5 separate regions of the Mus musculus genome follow, and all the other regions are linked to region 1. Evidence: chromatin contacts called from public HiChIP or PLAC-seq and promoter capture Hi-C data. All regions are on one chromosome and are shown on one strand. Each heading gives the region's core, a stretch centred on a gene start, on an enhancer-like site or on the middle of the called end of the contact. The rest is flanking DNA. Distances are from core to core; before and after follow the strand shown.

Region 1 (2,880 bases), core at 218-2,717:
AGTAAACCGTCACTTATACTTGTTTAAGAAACCCCAATAAAACTCACTGGTGTGCTCTCTCTCTCTCTCTCTCTCTCTGTGCAAATATTTCAAGCTTTATCTTAGAGCTCCACAACTCAAGACTTATACTTCTTGATCAACTCTTAGTATAAATGTGAACACATACTTACCCCCCACCTCAACCCCCCCCCCCCCCCGGGTACTATGGATGTACTCTGGCTTTGTCAGCCCATCACTAAAGGGAAACAGTTACTGGCAAATAGATTCCTTTGATGGGACTCTGGGAGAGGTTTTCTGACCTAAGCAAAGGACTCAGCGTGAGATTTGGGGAAAGGAGAAGGAAAAGGTAAAGATGGAAGACCAGATTTCAAGGTGTTATCTTTTCTTAGGTAATACAAAGAACAGTGATCATTTTTGTCATTCAGTAGGTGTCAGGCATTGTATTAAGTGATTAAGTGTGAAACACATTTGATCCTCAGACCCTATCAATATTCCTCCATTGTACTGTTTGGGAAATGGAAGCATGGGATGTTAGGTAGTTTGTTCCTAGTTCTAAGGCTGGGATCTGATTCCAAGAAGTCAAATTTCTGGGCCTGTATACCCTAGGAAGTATGCTGGTGTCAGGGTCTAGAAATAAACACCGTGCAGCCCTTCTGTCCCACGTTTTTACTGGACACGTGGGTCACCAAATCCCATTTAAAAGATATCCTTGTCTACTACCTGAGCACTGTATTTTTTTCGGCCCTTATACACTCTCCCAAAAGAGCCTTCTCCAATCATCTCCAAAACGTGGTACTTTTCCATGGCAAGGGTTTCGGGGTCTCTCAGAAGGTAGAAAGAAGACGGTGACAAAGAGCTATAGATCCAGGGGTAGTTCCACACATCTGGGAGGCCTGGCTCATAACATGGGAGAAAGATACACGTTATCAACCTTGCTTTGTTCTATTTTTCACAATAACCAAGGCCTCAAAATCATGACCAGGGTGGAAAGATGATCAGGTCTTAGTGTCTCCAGCCCCACCCCCACCTCCCCACCCAGGTTAGGTGCCCATAGCACACCGGTGTTCCCTTTCCCCTCTCCACCAGCGATGCTCACACGCTCCTTCTATACTCTCCCAGGTTCCTGACACCCTCAGCTTGCCCAGCACCGCCACTCTGGCCCCGAGCAGAGGTCCCCTAACTTGCTCCCAGTCTAGACGCTCCAAGCTCCCCAGGCTGAGTTCAGGCTAGTTGCTCGGGGCCTCCCAGCTGCCTGCGTTACTTTTCTCCATTCCTCATTGATGCTCTCGTTAGTTTCCCCACTCTTACCAGTTTTACTCCCTGGAACTGATTAGAAGTTTAAAGGACAAAGCTCTCAGAGGTGTGTGACAGATGCGAACCGCCCATTGGCACTTTGTAGGGCACTTCTGTCGCTTGGCTAGCAGGCCCCACAAAGGATCTAGAGTCTTCAGTTGCCTAGAAACGGCGTCAGCTTTCTTTTACTCCGCCCCGCCCTAGTTTTCCGCCTCTAACTTCCCAAAAGGTGTTTCCGGTTCCGGCCAAGAGCCGGAGAAGACATGGCGGCGTCTGCGTCGACAGCTGCTGGGGAAGAGGACTGGTAACTTTGGGTCATAGGTTTTGGCTGGCTGCCTGGATCTGGTGCCGGGAACTAGCAACAGCTTCGGACCGTCCGAACCACGGGCATAAAGGGTGGATCAAGGGGCGAGGGATAGAAGAGACATCCTTTCGTAGGCGAGCTACTGGACCGGGAACGGAGGGAGGAGGGACGCTGATCTGAGAAGGGACTGGGTCTACGGCGGCCTTGCCAGCTGGGCCCACGCCTTATCGACCCCATTGCTCCCTACTACGGGCCTACCCCTCCCCACTTCTCCCTGATGTGATTTTTCTGGGCCCTGGAGGATGGCTTCTCATCACACCTCCCGCCTCTCGGAACGGACGCCCTCCTCGTGCCCCTAGGATCCTGCCCCTTGGACCAGTCCATTTCTGCCTACGCGTTCCTCAATCTTCCCATATTCCTGATAGCACTAATAACTATTGTCAGAAAAGCCTTACTCCCCTCATAAGCTCTCCTATTCTCTCGAGCATTCTTAATAAGAAACCAAAAGCCTTTAAAGACTTTGGGTTTTGGACATAAGATAAAAATGTGCTCACTCCATATTTAATTAGCTTGATGTGATGCTGACCAAACCAGCTAGCTCCTGCGAGTCAGTGTCAGCTATTAAAAAAAAAAAAAAGTGGGTGTGGCATTACCTCATAGAGTAGTTGGGAAGATGGATCACCATGGATTCGTAATATCCATAGGCCTGCTTTTCATTAATTGCTGAAGTATAAAACCTCAAGAGACCAAAGGACATCTGTCTGAGTTAAGGCCTTATACTGTTAGTATTAGGACAGCCTATTTCGGACCCCCATCCCCACCCCACCCCCACCTCCACCTGTAACCTATGACCTTATTTACATTTAGGTCTGTATCTTACATCCAAGGCTCAGGTGACCTAAGGTGGGCAAAGTACTGAAGGAAGTCTTAACTGAGACTGCACCTCTGTGTTCCGTTGGTTTAGGGAGCCCAGCCAGACTAGTGCTTTTCACTGTTGTGAGTGACTTCTAAGATTATGAAGGGACACCTGAGCCATGACAGAGTAGCAGTGGCTGCATTGGTCTATAGCAGCCAGAATGTCTTTTAGTAGTAGTAGTAGTAGTAGTAGTAGTAGTAGTAGTAGTAGTAGTAGTAGTAAAATAAGCTTTAAGAAGAATGCTAATAATAACCATCACTATAGAAATGATACTGGGGTGTGCTTCCTCTAGATGGAGAGGAAATGTATAAGAAAGTGGATACAGGTTTCATATCACCTGGGTAGGGCTGTGGACAATCACTCTTCT
Region 2 (2,880 bases), core at 231-2,730, 950 kb before region 1:
GGAGGTGCAGGAGAGTGGGTTGAGACCCCTGAAGCAGAGTGGGGCTTCCCCCACAAGGAGTTCACACCTTATTCTAGCGTGAGATCTAAAACAAAGGCACCCCCAGTCTTTCTTCTAGAGCCAGGACACCCCTCCCAACTATGCATCCCTGCTCCTGTCATTGGTGAGGCCAGGTGGAGTGGGGACAAGAGTGACATAGAGAGAAAGTCGCAAAGGGGAGTCGGGAGATGTGGTACCGAAGAAAGAGAGAAGCTGAGGGAAGACACATCAGGAAACACAGTGGGGCAGAGGGTGAGTGGGACCCAGTGCACGATGAAGGTCACTGAGAGAGACCTCAGGCGCATCTCCCCTACATCTCCCCTGACAGGTGAACAAGGTGATGATGGTATGAGAGGCAGGATGACTTAACATGGCATGGTGGCCCAGCACAGCGTCCAGCACAGGATGACACTGAGTGATCAAGCCGGAGGTGAGCGCAGTAATGGTGGCGATGAAGGTGATGGTGGTGAAGGCTGGGGTGCTAGGGGTCCCCAGGCTACCCACACTCAAAGTCCCGCTCGCTGTAGCTGCGGCTAGGCTTCTCGGGGTCCCAGGCCGGGGTCTTGCTGATGAGGTCCCCAAACCTGCTCACAGCCAAGGTCTTGCCCAAGTCATCATCTTCCTCTTCTACATCTGGACCCAGAGGGGGCTCCTCCAAGGGCACCCGGACCTGCAGGCCAGATAGCCTCTCCTAAGGACCCCTAGTTCATGAACACTCCCCACCCAACCCCAACTCCATACTTCAAGGGCCTTCCCAACACCTTCACCCTTGCCTGCATCAACATCCCCAAAACACCCTCTGAGGGCTTCCCCCCAGGTTGTGGGAGCACCAGCCACAAGTGCATGAAATACCGAAGACCCCCTATTCCTCTACACTACCAATACAGCTCTACATCTGGATCTGGTGGTCCCAGGGTCATCCAGAGGACACCCCGCCCATCCTGCCCCTCCTCCCCCACCCCACCCCCACGCATCAGTCACCTGGGGTAGGGGGGAGGCGCCCCCGGGCGGCGGGATCACCCCATTAGCCATGGCAGGGCTGAAGACTGAAGACTTAGGAGTCTCTCAATCACTATGGGACCCAAACCCTGGGTGAGAAGAAGGGGGCGCTGCAGAGACCTCTTGGGGAGCCTTGAGGAAGGAGGGCGGGGTCAGAAATTGCGCTGGTGGGCCCCCTCCGGGGTGCTCCATCCCGGTGCCCAGCCCGCTCTCCCTTCCGAGGCCCAACCCGGTCCATGTTAGTCCGCTGTCCCTACCCGGCCCGGCGCCCACGCCTTGCCCTTAAGTACCTCCGGGCTCCGGAACCTGCGGGGCTTGGGAGAGCCGCCGCGCCCCATGTCCCTCCCCGCAAGCTCCGGGGCGCGGCTGCCGGGTTCCCGTCCGGCCTCTCGCCGCGCAGAGCCCGGCCAGGCGGACGCAGGCGCCGGAGCCTGCAGTCCACGGCTCCACCTCCTAGCGCTCGGCTGTGCCAGCCCGCCGCCGCCCGGCCGCACAATGGGAGTGGACGATCCCTGACTTACCCCGACCAGGCCAGCGTGGGCCCCGCGCTCGGGTCCCCGCAGGATCCCACCTGCCCGCAAGACCCCTCTCCAGGCGCCCCACGCATTGCGGGGGGGGGGGAGGAGGGGCGGGTGCACGGCCCTAAATTCCCACAATCCCTCAAACACACTCCTCCACCTTGCTTTTAGCCACCCCTCCCTTTCCCTCAGGAGCCCTGGAGGAGACCCTCTTCGCACATACAAGCCTCTCCAGCTTGGACACGAGATCAGAGACCCCTGAAAGCCATTGCCCTCAACACCTCCAGCCTCAGCTCAACTGATGCCCTTCAAAGGCTGGCTTCTGGCGCTGGGCGCCACCCACCATTTGACCTTGGCACATTATCTACCCATCAGTAGCCAGAGGCAGCTGAAACAGGGGCATTCCAATTGGGCCAACCACTCTAAAATCCTGTGGCTAAGCTCTCACTGTTCCTCCACCCGAATCCCGCCCCTGCTCCTCCAACCGTGGAGGACCTATCTCACTTTCCAAGGTCAGAGAGATGTTCGCAAAGGGCACCTGGACACCCCCACCCCCCACCCCCAGTGTTCTCTGAGTCTCTGAAACTGGGCATCTAGAATAACCCATGCTCATAAAAGCCCTGAATGACAGTCCGTTTAAGCCAGACCCCTACACCTTAGAACAAACAAAGGGAGAAGAACTGGGGGTCAGCAGAAGGTGGGGTGGGAAGGAGGGGAGAGAAGCATGTACAAAGTAGAAGCTGCTCTGACCCCTGCGCTGCGAGATCTCAGCCCTACCCAAGGGAAGAGTGTACACACAGAGCCCTGGGGATTGCTTGAAGCAGCTGGTCGCATCCCATCTACAATCAGTTCAAACAGTTCAGGATCCCCAGGCCAGAGAAATGATCCTGCCACAACTAAGATGGATCTTCTGAGAGCTGGGCATGGAGGTACCCGGCTTTAATTCCATCGCTTAAAAGGCTGAGAGCCTGGCAGTGGTGGCACACGCCTTTAATATCCACACTTTGGAGGCAGAGGCAGGCGGATTTCTGAGTTCGAGGCCAGCCTGGTCTACAGAGTGAGTTCCAGGACAGCCAGGGCTACACAGAGAAACCCTGTCTCGAAAAACAAAAACAAACGAAAAAGGCTGAGTAGTCTCTAGGGGTTCAAGGCAAAACCTGGTCTACACACTGAGTTCCAGCCAGCCAGCGCTACATATTAAAACCCTGTCTCAAAAAACAACAACAAAACCCTATCAACGGAACAAACAAAAAGCCAGTTTATCCATATCAATCCAGAGAATCCCAGATAGGCATGGCCCACCTCTGAGGTGATTCTAGATGTC
Region 3 (2,880 bases), core at 134-2,633, 590 kb before region 1:
ACCCAGGAAAACAAGTCCAGGAATGGTCTTTATCACATCTTGATACCTAACCAAAACCTAGGAAAGGTGTACATCACAGTGTCTGAAAGGTCCCTTTAGCCCCCTTCCTAGTAAGCCCTAAAATACTTCTGCCGCACTGGGGATGGAATCCAGACCTGTACACTGTACAGTCTAGGTTTTTCTTAAAGTCCCACGTCTCCTTCTTGCCTCAGATTCCTAAGTGCTAGGGTTACAGGTGGGTATTAACAACTCCCAGATTAAATTTATTTTTAACCATATAAAACCAGTTCCTAAATGGATGTTCACATCTTATAACTCCCAGTTGCAGTGGACAACCTAAAAAAGTGCAAGAAAACACAGCCGAAGACAAACTAGTGTAGAAAATCAGTAAATTATTCTATATTTAGCAAAAGGGAATATATCTGACTGGAGTCTACTTCGATTTGAAATAGACCTAGGAAAGGTGTTTTAAAAGCAGTGGTATTAATGTAACGAGATATAAACAATAGCTAGAAACCTTTATGGTGACAATTTATGGGCCAGCCCTGTATAAACAACCCAAGGCTGAAATATATTGAGGAAAGAAAAAGCCGACCAACATAAAGTCAGTGTGGATTCCTAAATTGGGAAATCACGATGTAAGTCTTCCGTGTTAATAGACTTCACGGAACCCTGTGACGTTCCTCATAGGTCCACCCCAAAGCAACCCGGATACCTGGACAGGAAGTACGCGGCGCCCAGGCCAGAGCCTCCCCAGGAGCTTGGCTCACCAGGCTCAGGCCCCGAATGAGTGGAGCTTCCCCGTTGAGGGACAACAGGGAAACGGAGGCAGGGGCTGAGGCTGCACTTGGAGCTGGCGACGTGGCTGAAGAAGAAACGGAGGGCAGAAACAACTCTCCAGAACGAGATCCTACTGCCGCATCGCCAGCCGGTTTGGCCATCCCCACGCAGAAATGCCCTTCAGCCTTTACCCGCTCCCACAAATCAGTTCTGCGGTAAATACGTGAGGATCTTCAGGAGTGAAATGGAGAGCACCAAGACCCAATTCGAGTCCAGGAGTTACCAGTCAGAGTCTACCCAACGGAACTACTAGCACCGACACCAAGCCTCGTCACTCGACCCTCCCTCAGAAGCCTCCCCTAATGTCCCGAGAGCCGAGCCACACGCAAGACCACGTTCGAAAACTGGATTTCTGCAACACCACAACAATTCGGCGGCTACGGAGAGGCGAAGGGGACACACTGCCGCGCCCGTAGCCCAGCCCCTCATCACGTAGAGCACACTATTGGTCTTCTGCTCTCCAAGACCCGCCTTCAGCCTTCCGTCCTGCCCCCTGGGCTAAGAATTGGCCACCATGTCTCCACCCACTTTTTTCATTGGCCAGACTGGCTGCGGGTGACAGTGAATGACAGACGGAGGGCCTAGAGCTCCGGGTCTGGCAGAGCCCAGCAGAACAGACCCGGCTTCTGGAATCCCCTGGATCCCGGTTCCTGCGGTGACACGCGAGGCTGGTAACTGGAATCTCCAGACCCAGGCCCAAGCTGGCCAGGGATGCCCACTGAGCCCCAAGTGAGCTTGTAATGCGTAACGGGGGCAGGGGAGCGGCGGGCGGGCCGGGGGCGCGCAGCTAGAATGTTTTGATAGAGGGCGCGCGCGGCCAGGGGAGCGCGCGTGCGCCGGGGCCGCGCGCCGGGTTGTCCGCTGTTGGGAGCCTAGCCCCCGGCCTGGGGCCGGGCGACCCTGGGGCGCCCTGTGCTCAGGTCTAGGTGGCTGGGATTGGGGAGGCATCCCAGCCCACCAGGGATTTCAGCTGTAGATCTGGCTCGACCCCTCCACCATCCACAGACACCCCTGGGCACAGGCCCTTCCTGGGGAGATCCATGGGCCCTGGGTCTACACTGACCAGGTGAGTGTGTTTCCAGAGGCACACACCTCTTATTATTAACCAAGGGACTCCCTCTGGGACCAGGTCGGACCAAGATCCACCATCCCCAGAGTCTTTACTGATTGGGAGTATACCATACCACCTTGACCCCACCTGGCACTAGGCACCCAGGGAACCCACTTATTCAAGCGGGATCCGGAGTCTACATGGACTGGAAAATTCTGATCCAAAAGCCATGCCTGCCTACGTCTCTGATGCTAGGGAAGCAGAAGGGATTGTCCAGAAAAATCTTGAGAAGACTCCCATTCGGGGTTTTCTGGACCCCGAAAAGCATGTCTGATTTCTAAAGTTGAGGTAGACCAGAGGTAAAACAGTCCCAAAGGGCTGTTTGGATTCGGACCTGTACTGACTCACTCTGCACTGGGTCAGAGAGTTTAGTTACTCCCTGGTATCCTCAAAGTAGATGAATGGTTCTACATAGAACAACAGGGGACATCTGACACAACTGGCAAAGTGTCTCTTCCCCATCTCTCTGCCCTCCTTAGTGGGGGCTTGGACCGGTGGGAGGGTTGGATTTTTTTCTGTCCCAACTCTCCATTCTTTGAAGCCTGACACCTTTTCCTCCAGCAGCTGTCCAACCAGGGCACCCAGGACTGACGTGTAGCAGAAACTGTCCATGGAGCTGGTAGGACCATGTGCTTATCTTAAACCTTTGTTTACAAAAACATGCTTTCAAACTGTTAGTCTCTAGAGAGACCAGGGTTTCCAGGAGGGGCAGGGGAGGAAACTTTCTCTTCATTGGACAGAAAATGAAACAACTCACCCCATACCAGAGGGGCAGATTCTGGCATAGTAGCTAAGCCAGCAAAAGGTTCTGGGATTCAGGACCAGGGTGAAGGCCCCCTTAAGTCCCAAGCTTAGCTGTGCTTCTTGGGCTATATTATCCCTGTACTGCTTCTGAGTCAAGGATGCTAGTGGGAAAAAACAAATCCCTT
Region 4 (2,880 bases), core at 188-2,687, 540 kb before region 1:
TCTACCTCCACGGGAGAAGGAACACAGCGTTTGCATACAAAGAAGCCTAGAGCCAGGCATACTTTTGCTTGCTGTAAGTCCCTTCATTACACTGGGCCTATGCCTGCACAAGCCACAGCCCTGCTCCTCTTTGAGCTGAGCACAGCAAGCAGACCACATTTGGGCATCTTCTTTAAAAGGTGGCCTATACTCACCTGTCAGAGTGTGGTTCTTCAGGGGGTGGTGCTATGGAGAAAAGGGTGTGGGGTAAGTTAAGAATACAAGAAGCACTTAGAGACAGATCCAAAGTCAGAAAGAGCTGCCTCTCTTTAACATTCTTGGTCTCAATTTTTCAGTAATCCCTCTGTCTCTCGCTTCCAGGCCTGAACCACTATGTGAAGTCCAGAGCATTCCCTTTACCCACCAACTACAAGGTGTACGATATGCTGTTTCTGAACCCAGCTTTAAATGCTATATAGTTTTGACTACTAAACTCACAAGAACATTAATTTTGGAAAAGAAACAATTCTCATTTCAGGCAATTTTCTTAAAAAAAAAAAAAAAAAAAAAAAAAACGATGGAAGGGCATACAGGATGCCTTAGGAGATAAATGGCCTTCCTGTGCCTCCCCTCAAGTAGCAGGGTGATGCACGGAGCAGGTGCATACAGTGCATGTGGAATGAAGAAACTCACCTGAAACGTCAGGGAGAAAGCGAGGATGCCAGAGATCCAGTAGAAAATAGGTCAAAAGTGAGATGCTGAGCAGGAAGAAGGGCCGGAGGGACGACGAAGACAACAACCTTAGGGAGACAGGCATCTCAGTTGAGGCTCCCAAATCCATCGAAAATCACAGAAAGACCCATGGATGGGGAGATGGCCCTCTAAGCCTCACCCAGTCACTAAGAGACTAAAAAATGGGGCCACCTGGTGCAGGATCACCGCCCCAGACGCTGACAGCCCTCCAAGGGAGGGAGCACCCGGTCCTCCCGCCCCCGCTCTCCCGCGCAGCCCGGCCCCGCCCCCTCCTCCGTGGCCGTTACCAGAAGAGGCCGTTGAGTGTGGCCGCCGTGACCAGGCTGTGCAGCGGCTTCTCCCAAACCAGCAGTCGCTGTGCGGCCGCCAGCACCGCCTCCCAGCCGCGGAGCCGCAGCCACAGGGACGTAGCTAAACGTCCCACTGCCTCGGCTGCGGCCGCCTCCTCCTCCGCGTCGCCAGTGGCCTCACCCATGCCGAGGCTCAGCCCCAGGCCCAGGCCCAGCCCCGAGGTGCCACCCGCGCCGGTGTTACCGCCACCGCTGCTCGCCATCACCGCGCCGCAGCCGCTGCCCGAGCCCGCGAGGAGCCAGGGCTGCGCGGCCGCCGCCGGGGGCGCGTCAGACGGAAGGGGGCGCACGCACGGGCGAGCAAAAAAACCTGCGGTCAAGCGTCACGTGATGAAGCGCGATGCCACGTGACGTGCCCTAACAGCCCGGATGGGACGCCCGCGCGTGCGCGTTGGCCGCTGTCGTGATCCTGCACCCACGAAGGTGTGCTTCCAGGGTGCTGGAGGGGTGATCCGGGGCGGGCGTTGAGGCTGCGAGGCCTGAGGTCTTCTCCCGGTGTTTACAGGGCGGCTGGAGACCTCTTTGTCGCGTGAGGCACTGCCCAGAGGCAGTGAGTGGGCTTTCAGGCCCCCAGGATCTTGACTACAATCTGCTTGGGATCGGGAAGGGCGGTGCCATCCCCATTACTCAACCCTCTTCGCCTCCAGTCCCCTCCCCTCAGCGGATAAACAAACACCAGCGCGTGACTTTAATGACTTCAAAGCAGCTTCACCAACTTCGAAAAGTTGTTTCTTCCTTCTTGGAGCGTCGGCCCTCTCTCTTCCCAAAATCTCTCAGCCGCAAATTGTGTGGAAGGAGTGTTTGGAAATAAAACATCCAGGCGCTGTTTGCTTTGGGGAGACCTGTTTAACATCGTACATTGAGGCTTTATATCTTTTGAGATCATTTAATTGCTGGAGTAACCATACAGAATACAGTATGTATTCGAGTGTTACAGTTTCAAACTTCTAAGGGGCATAAAGATTCAACAGATTCCCTCCCACCTTGTTCACAGTTCTCCCACCTACGGTAAGTTTCTTGTTCATCTTTCCTGGGCATTGCTGATTGAGTGCGTCTTCCCTAAAACCCAGGAAACAACTCGCCGCGTTGCCTTTGTGTTAGGCTCGTTACTATCTGTACCACGACTACAAAGCCTGGTCAGCGCGTTCACCCTTGGTGTGTCGCGGTCCCCTGGGAACCGTATTACAATTGCCCCCGGTGCTCATAGCTCCGGAGACCCGGAGCTCTCAGGTTGGGCAAGGCAGGAGGCACTTCCTGCCGGGCGCGCAGACTCGTCGGTGACACTCACTCCCGCAGCTTATAAACGCCTAGCGAACGCGGCACGGGCTGAGAACACTGCTGGCCCTCGTACCTCCTGGTTCGCCTGGTGAGCGCCGCGCCTGTCGTCGGGCGCCGGGAGGCCCAGTCGCACGCGGAACAGGAAGAGGCGTCCCACGGCCGCCTGCGAGAAGGGAGGAGGCTGCGCGCAGTCGGGCGGTGGCCCTTTCGGGAGAGGTGGGCCAACGGGTGAGCACGGCTCTGGGGTCACTTACGATTCCTTCCCTTTCCCTCCACCTTCGCAGGGTGGCGGCTGACAGTGCGATGGACCTGACTGGGCTCCTGCTGGACGAAGAAGGCGCCTTCTCCCTCACCGGTTTCCAAGACTTCATGGTGAGAGGTCCGCCTGTTCTCTGCCTCTGGGAGTCAGAACTCCCAGGCGTTCTCCTCCAGACCCGAGCGGAATGGGAGCTCTCTTACTTGTTATGCCCTGGAGTGGGCTATTGTTGAGAGCAATGCCACTTGGGCCTGAAGGCAAAGC
Region 5 (2,880 bases), core at 260-2,759, 520 kb before region 1:
AGAAAGTCAGAAGTGGGAGAGACTAGGGCTTTGTAATGTCACACTTCCCAGAAGGGAGCTTGGGACAAAGGGTACCTGGAGGGAATGTGGGTGCTTAGAAAACATGGTGCTGAGAAAGGAATCTGGGCAGGGCCTGAGTGTGGGGAATGGAGTGTGTAGAGGGAAAAGGTAGATGGGATGGAATGGCAGCCTAGTGAGATGTGTCCCTGGTTTGAGATGCAGTTTACGTCTGAAAGGGAAGACTCATTGCCTGGGACAGTATCAGTTACCTTCCTGCCTGGCCCCAACCCTTTGTAGGCTGGAGCCCCCTGGATATGTTTCTTCGTTCTTTGCTGGCAGAACCCATTTTCTTAGCTGGTCTACTGGGCTTTCTCCTAGAAAACACTATATCTGGTAAGTTGAGACCAGGTCCCAGGGGAGTGGCTAGGTAGTCACTACTCCCTAGGTTGGGCAGGGCAGTGACCTTTACTTATTTTTCACTTAAAAAAAAAACCTTAATTTTCATTTTAAATTATGCATATGTGTGTATGTGTGTCTTTGGATATTTGCATTCATAAAATGTAGAGATCAGTGATGGTAGATCCTCCCAGACCTGGAGATTCGGGCAGTTGTGAGCCATCCGGCATGGGTGCTGGGACTTGGAACTTGGGTCCTCTGTAAGAGCAGTACCAGCTCCTAAGAGCTATCTCTCCATCCTGATCACCCCTCTTTTACAGGTACACGGGCTGAGAGAGGCTTAGGTCAGAGGCTGCCAACTTCTTTCACTGCCCAAGAAATTCAAATGCTTCAGCAATCCAGGAGGAAAGCTGCTCAAGAGTATGGGCTTCCTTTACCCATCAGAAACCTGTGTTCCTGCATCCCACAGCCTCTCCACTGCCTCTGTCCAATGCCTGAAGACTCTGGGGATGAAGGAGGATCCTCTAAAACAGGAGAGAGAGCCGACTTGTTGCCTAACTCTGGGGAATCGTACTCCACAGCTAGCAGAGAAGGGGTTAGGTCCCAGTAATCATCAAGACCACCATTTTTGTCTTAGTTTAGCAGTAACTGCCACCTTGCTGGAGTCTGTATACTTTGTCCCAGTGGAGGTGGATGTGGCCCACTTGCAAAATGGGCTGCCTTTCCTCCTCTTAAGACTTGAGCAGAGGCCATGGTTTAGCGGGTTGGAACTGAATAAATGAGATTTCTGCCTGTAAACTGTCAAGGCTTCTTGAATGAACTCTAGCATTCAAATATTTACTCTTTGCCATGAGCAAGGTCCTACATCCACGGATATGAATACGACAGGGTCCCTGCCCTCTCCCTGCATTTAAGATTTAAATAAGTAACTAAAATGTAAAGCAGATAAAAAAAAGATGAAGAGGCAAGAGAGAAGTAGTATTTCGTTTCAACTTAGGGCAACAGGAAAGGAATTAGGAAAGCAGCAGAGTTGCGAGTGGCGTTAACAAGTGAGGTTCGGGCCCCGCCCACCAGGGCCCTGGCTCCGCCCACACCCAAGACCCCGCCTTCCTGAGTGTGTTGTGTGTGGGGGGGTGGCCTCTCAGTTTGCGCACCAGGACAGGCCCGCCTTGAGGAGGGTGGGAGTTCCCGCAGCCGTTGACGGTAGGTGGGGTTGGTTTCGTGTCGGCGCCGAGATCTGGGTCTGTCCGGACGCCGAAAAGCAAAGATAAACTCGTGCAGTGGCCCCTGACCCGGGCGCTTTTTCCCAGAAGGGACCGCGCGCAGCCCGACTTTGGACCTCCCGGAGTGGGCGGACCTGCGCACGCGCAGTCCGTTTTCGGCCTCTGCCTTTTAGTGTGTCGTGTGAAGCCCCTCCTTAGCAGGCTTCGTGTTTGGCCCGCTGGGATGAATTAGTTTTGTTCCCCTTTGGGGCCCTGAGCCGTAACTGTGTGCAGCGGATGCTGTAAAAATGAGAGGCGGGCGACAAAGTTCTAGCGGGGGTTGGGGGGGCAGATGGACGCCTAGGGCGCTCGAGGGCGGGGCGTGTGACCTTTGGCGGCAGGGCCTAAGGTTTGCCCTCTTTGGTGGCACAGGGCGTGGGCTCGACAGATGGTCTGTAGGACCTTACTGCCCCCTGCAGGGTATTTTAGGAACTATCCCTGGGAGAGGAACCCGAGTGGTAGAATGTCGTGCAACTTCACAGTCTCTCCTTTAAAAGACAAATTAAACCCGCGAGGTTGGTTAACGTGATCATGGAAGACCAATTTGCGGAGTGTGGGGCGGGGAGTCAAACCCCAGAGGACTTAGATTCCTTCTCCCTCCATGCTGTGAACAGTCTCAGGCCCCAGTCCGTTCTACCACTTTGTTTTGTTTTGAAAGTCTCTTGCTATGTTGTCCAGGTTGGCTTCCAAATCAAGATCCTCCTGCCTCAGCCTCCTGTGTGCTAGGATTACAGGCATGCCCCATCATGCCTGACTCACTGAGTTATACTTACCTCAAGACCAGGCTGAGTGGTAGGAGCAGCCAGACTGGATGTTTAGACATTTTTATAGGGCCAGCTGTCCCTGGCCACATTAAAACAGCTTCCTCCCATTCAGACAAAACCATCGACTTGTGGGTTTTGACCTTCGGAACCAGTTAGGCCAATAAGCTCAATTTTGGTGAGTTTCAGAGTGCATGCCAGGATGTGCCTATAAGGGAAATTAGAGGGTTTGGCAACTTCATTTGTATGTCTAATCTTTCCCAGTGTAAACTCTTGCCCAGTGAAGACTCTTTAATCATTCTGAGACCAGTTTATCCTGTTGGAACAGCCCAGGATACAAATAACCATCTCCACACACAGCGTTTCAAGGTGGCTGCAAATAACCACCATATATGTAGTCCTGTGTCACTTGAAATGGCCAGATGTTTTTTGACAACTGTGTTGTTAGGCAATTTTAGCCC

Evidence for each region. Promoter capture Hi-C pulls out the DNA fragments that hold promoters and counts their contacts. HiChIP or PLAC-seq counts read pairs in DNA pulled down with a chosen protein or histone mark.
Region 2: a contact with region 1 is called in an H3K4me3 HiChIP or PLAC-seq map of bone marrow-derived macrophages, with 3 times the contacts expected there. The contact joins the promoter of Slc4a3 here to the promoter of Stk36 in region 1. A contact is called at or near these places in 1 of 39 promoter capture datasets (pre-B cells), 1 of 115 datasets of contacts at active chromatin or transcription factors (bone marrow-derived macrophages) and 1 of 9 other capture datasets (liver).
Region 3: an H3K4me3 HiChIP or PLAC-seq map of bone marrow-derived macrophages shows a contact between it and region 1, with 4 times the contacts expected there. The contact joins the promoter of Atg9a here to the promoter of Stk36 in region 1. A contact is called at or near these places in 5 of 39 promoter capture datasets (cranial neural crest, liver, neural stem cells and 1 more), 1 of 484 Hi-C or Micro-C datasets (embryonic stem cells), 4 of 115 datasets of contacts at active chromatin or transcription factors (bone marrow-derived macrophages, effector CD8 T cells and large pre-B cells) and 2 of 9 other capture datasets (adipose tissue and liver).
Region 4: a contact with region 1 is called in a promoter capture Hi-C map of liver, with 2.5 times the contacts expected there. The contact joins the promoter of Cnppd1 here to the promoter of Stk36 in region 1. A contact is called at or near these places in 7 of 39 promoter capture datasets (the 3T3-L1 cell line, the C10 cell line, cranial neural crest and 3 more), 1 of 484 Hi-C or Micro-C datasets (cortical neurons), 3 of 115 datasets of contacts at active chromatin or transcription factors (bone marrow-derived dendritic cells and bone marrow-derived macrophages) and 3 of 9 other capture datasets (adipose tissue, liver and pancreatic islet).
Region 5: a contact with region 1 is called in an H3K4me3 HiChIP or PLAC-seq map of bone marrow-derived macrophages, with 4 times the contacts expected there. The contact joins the promoter of Nhej1 here to the promoter of Stk36 in region 1. A contact is called at or near these places in 2 of 39 promoter capture datasets (erythroid cells and liver), 1 of 484 Hi-C or Micro-C datasets (cortical neurons), 2 of 115 datasets of contacts at active chromatin or transcription factors (bone marrow-derived macrophages and large pre-B cells) and 3 of 9 other capture datasets (adipose tissue, embryonic stem cells and pancreatic islet).

Annotation. Positions count from the first base shown.
Region 1 is chr1:74,600,042-74,602,921 of GRCm38.p6, reverse strand. It overlaps Stk36 (serine/threonine kinase 36), which reads right to left and starts at 1,467. Exons shown (of 27, transcript NM_175031.3): 1 at 1,309-1,467; 2 at 721-893. The coding sequence starts at 804. It overlaps Rnf25 (ring finger protein 25), which reads left to right and starts at 1,525. Exons shown (of 10, transcript NM_021313.3): 1 at 1,525-1,597. The coding sequence starts at 1,557.
Region 2 is chr1:75,545,062-75,547,941 of GRCm38.p6, reverse strand. Slc4a3 (solute carrier family 4 (anion exchanger), member 3) reads right to left here and starts at 1,480. Exons shown (of 23, transcript NM_001357150.1): 1 at 1,329-1,480; 2 at 1,021-1,170; 3 at 544-709. The coding sequence starts at 1,071.
Region 3 is chr1:75,190,513-75,193,392 of GRCm38.p6, reverse strand. Atg9a (autophagy related 9A) reads left to right here and starts at 1,383. Exons shown (of 16, transcript NM_001288612.1): 1 at 1,383-1,569; 2 at 2,513-2,570. Ankzf1 (ankyrin repeat and zinc finger domain containing 1) reads right to left here and starts at 1,233. Exons shown (of 13, transcript NM_026187.5): 1 at 716-1,233. The coding sequence starts at 941.
Region 4 is chr1:75,141,268-75,144,147 of GRCm38.p6, reverse strand. Cnppd1 (cyclin Pas1/PHO80 domain containing 1) reads left to right here and starts at 1,437. Exons shown (of 10, transcript NM_026977.3): 1 at 1,437-1,505; 2 at 1,588-2,090; 3 at 2,645-2,732. The coding sequence starts at 2,664. It overlaps Retreg2 (reticulophagy regulator family member 2), which reads right to left and starts at 1,362. Exons shown (of 9, transcript NM_170755.2): 1 at 1,020-1,362; 2 at 673-779; 3 at 195-225. The coding sequence starts at 1,285.
Region 5 is chr1:75,123,855-75,126,734 of GRCm38.p6, reverse strand. It overlaps Nhej1 (non-homologous end joining factor 1), which reads left to right and starts at 1,509. Exons shown (of 9, transcript NM_029342.4): 1 at 1,509-1,599. It overlaps Slc23a3 (solute carrier family 23 (nucleobase transporters), member 3), which reads left to right. Exons shown (of 12, transcript NM_194333.3): 11 at 298-393; 12 at 717-1,194. The coding sequence ends at 1,006.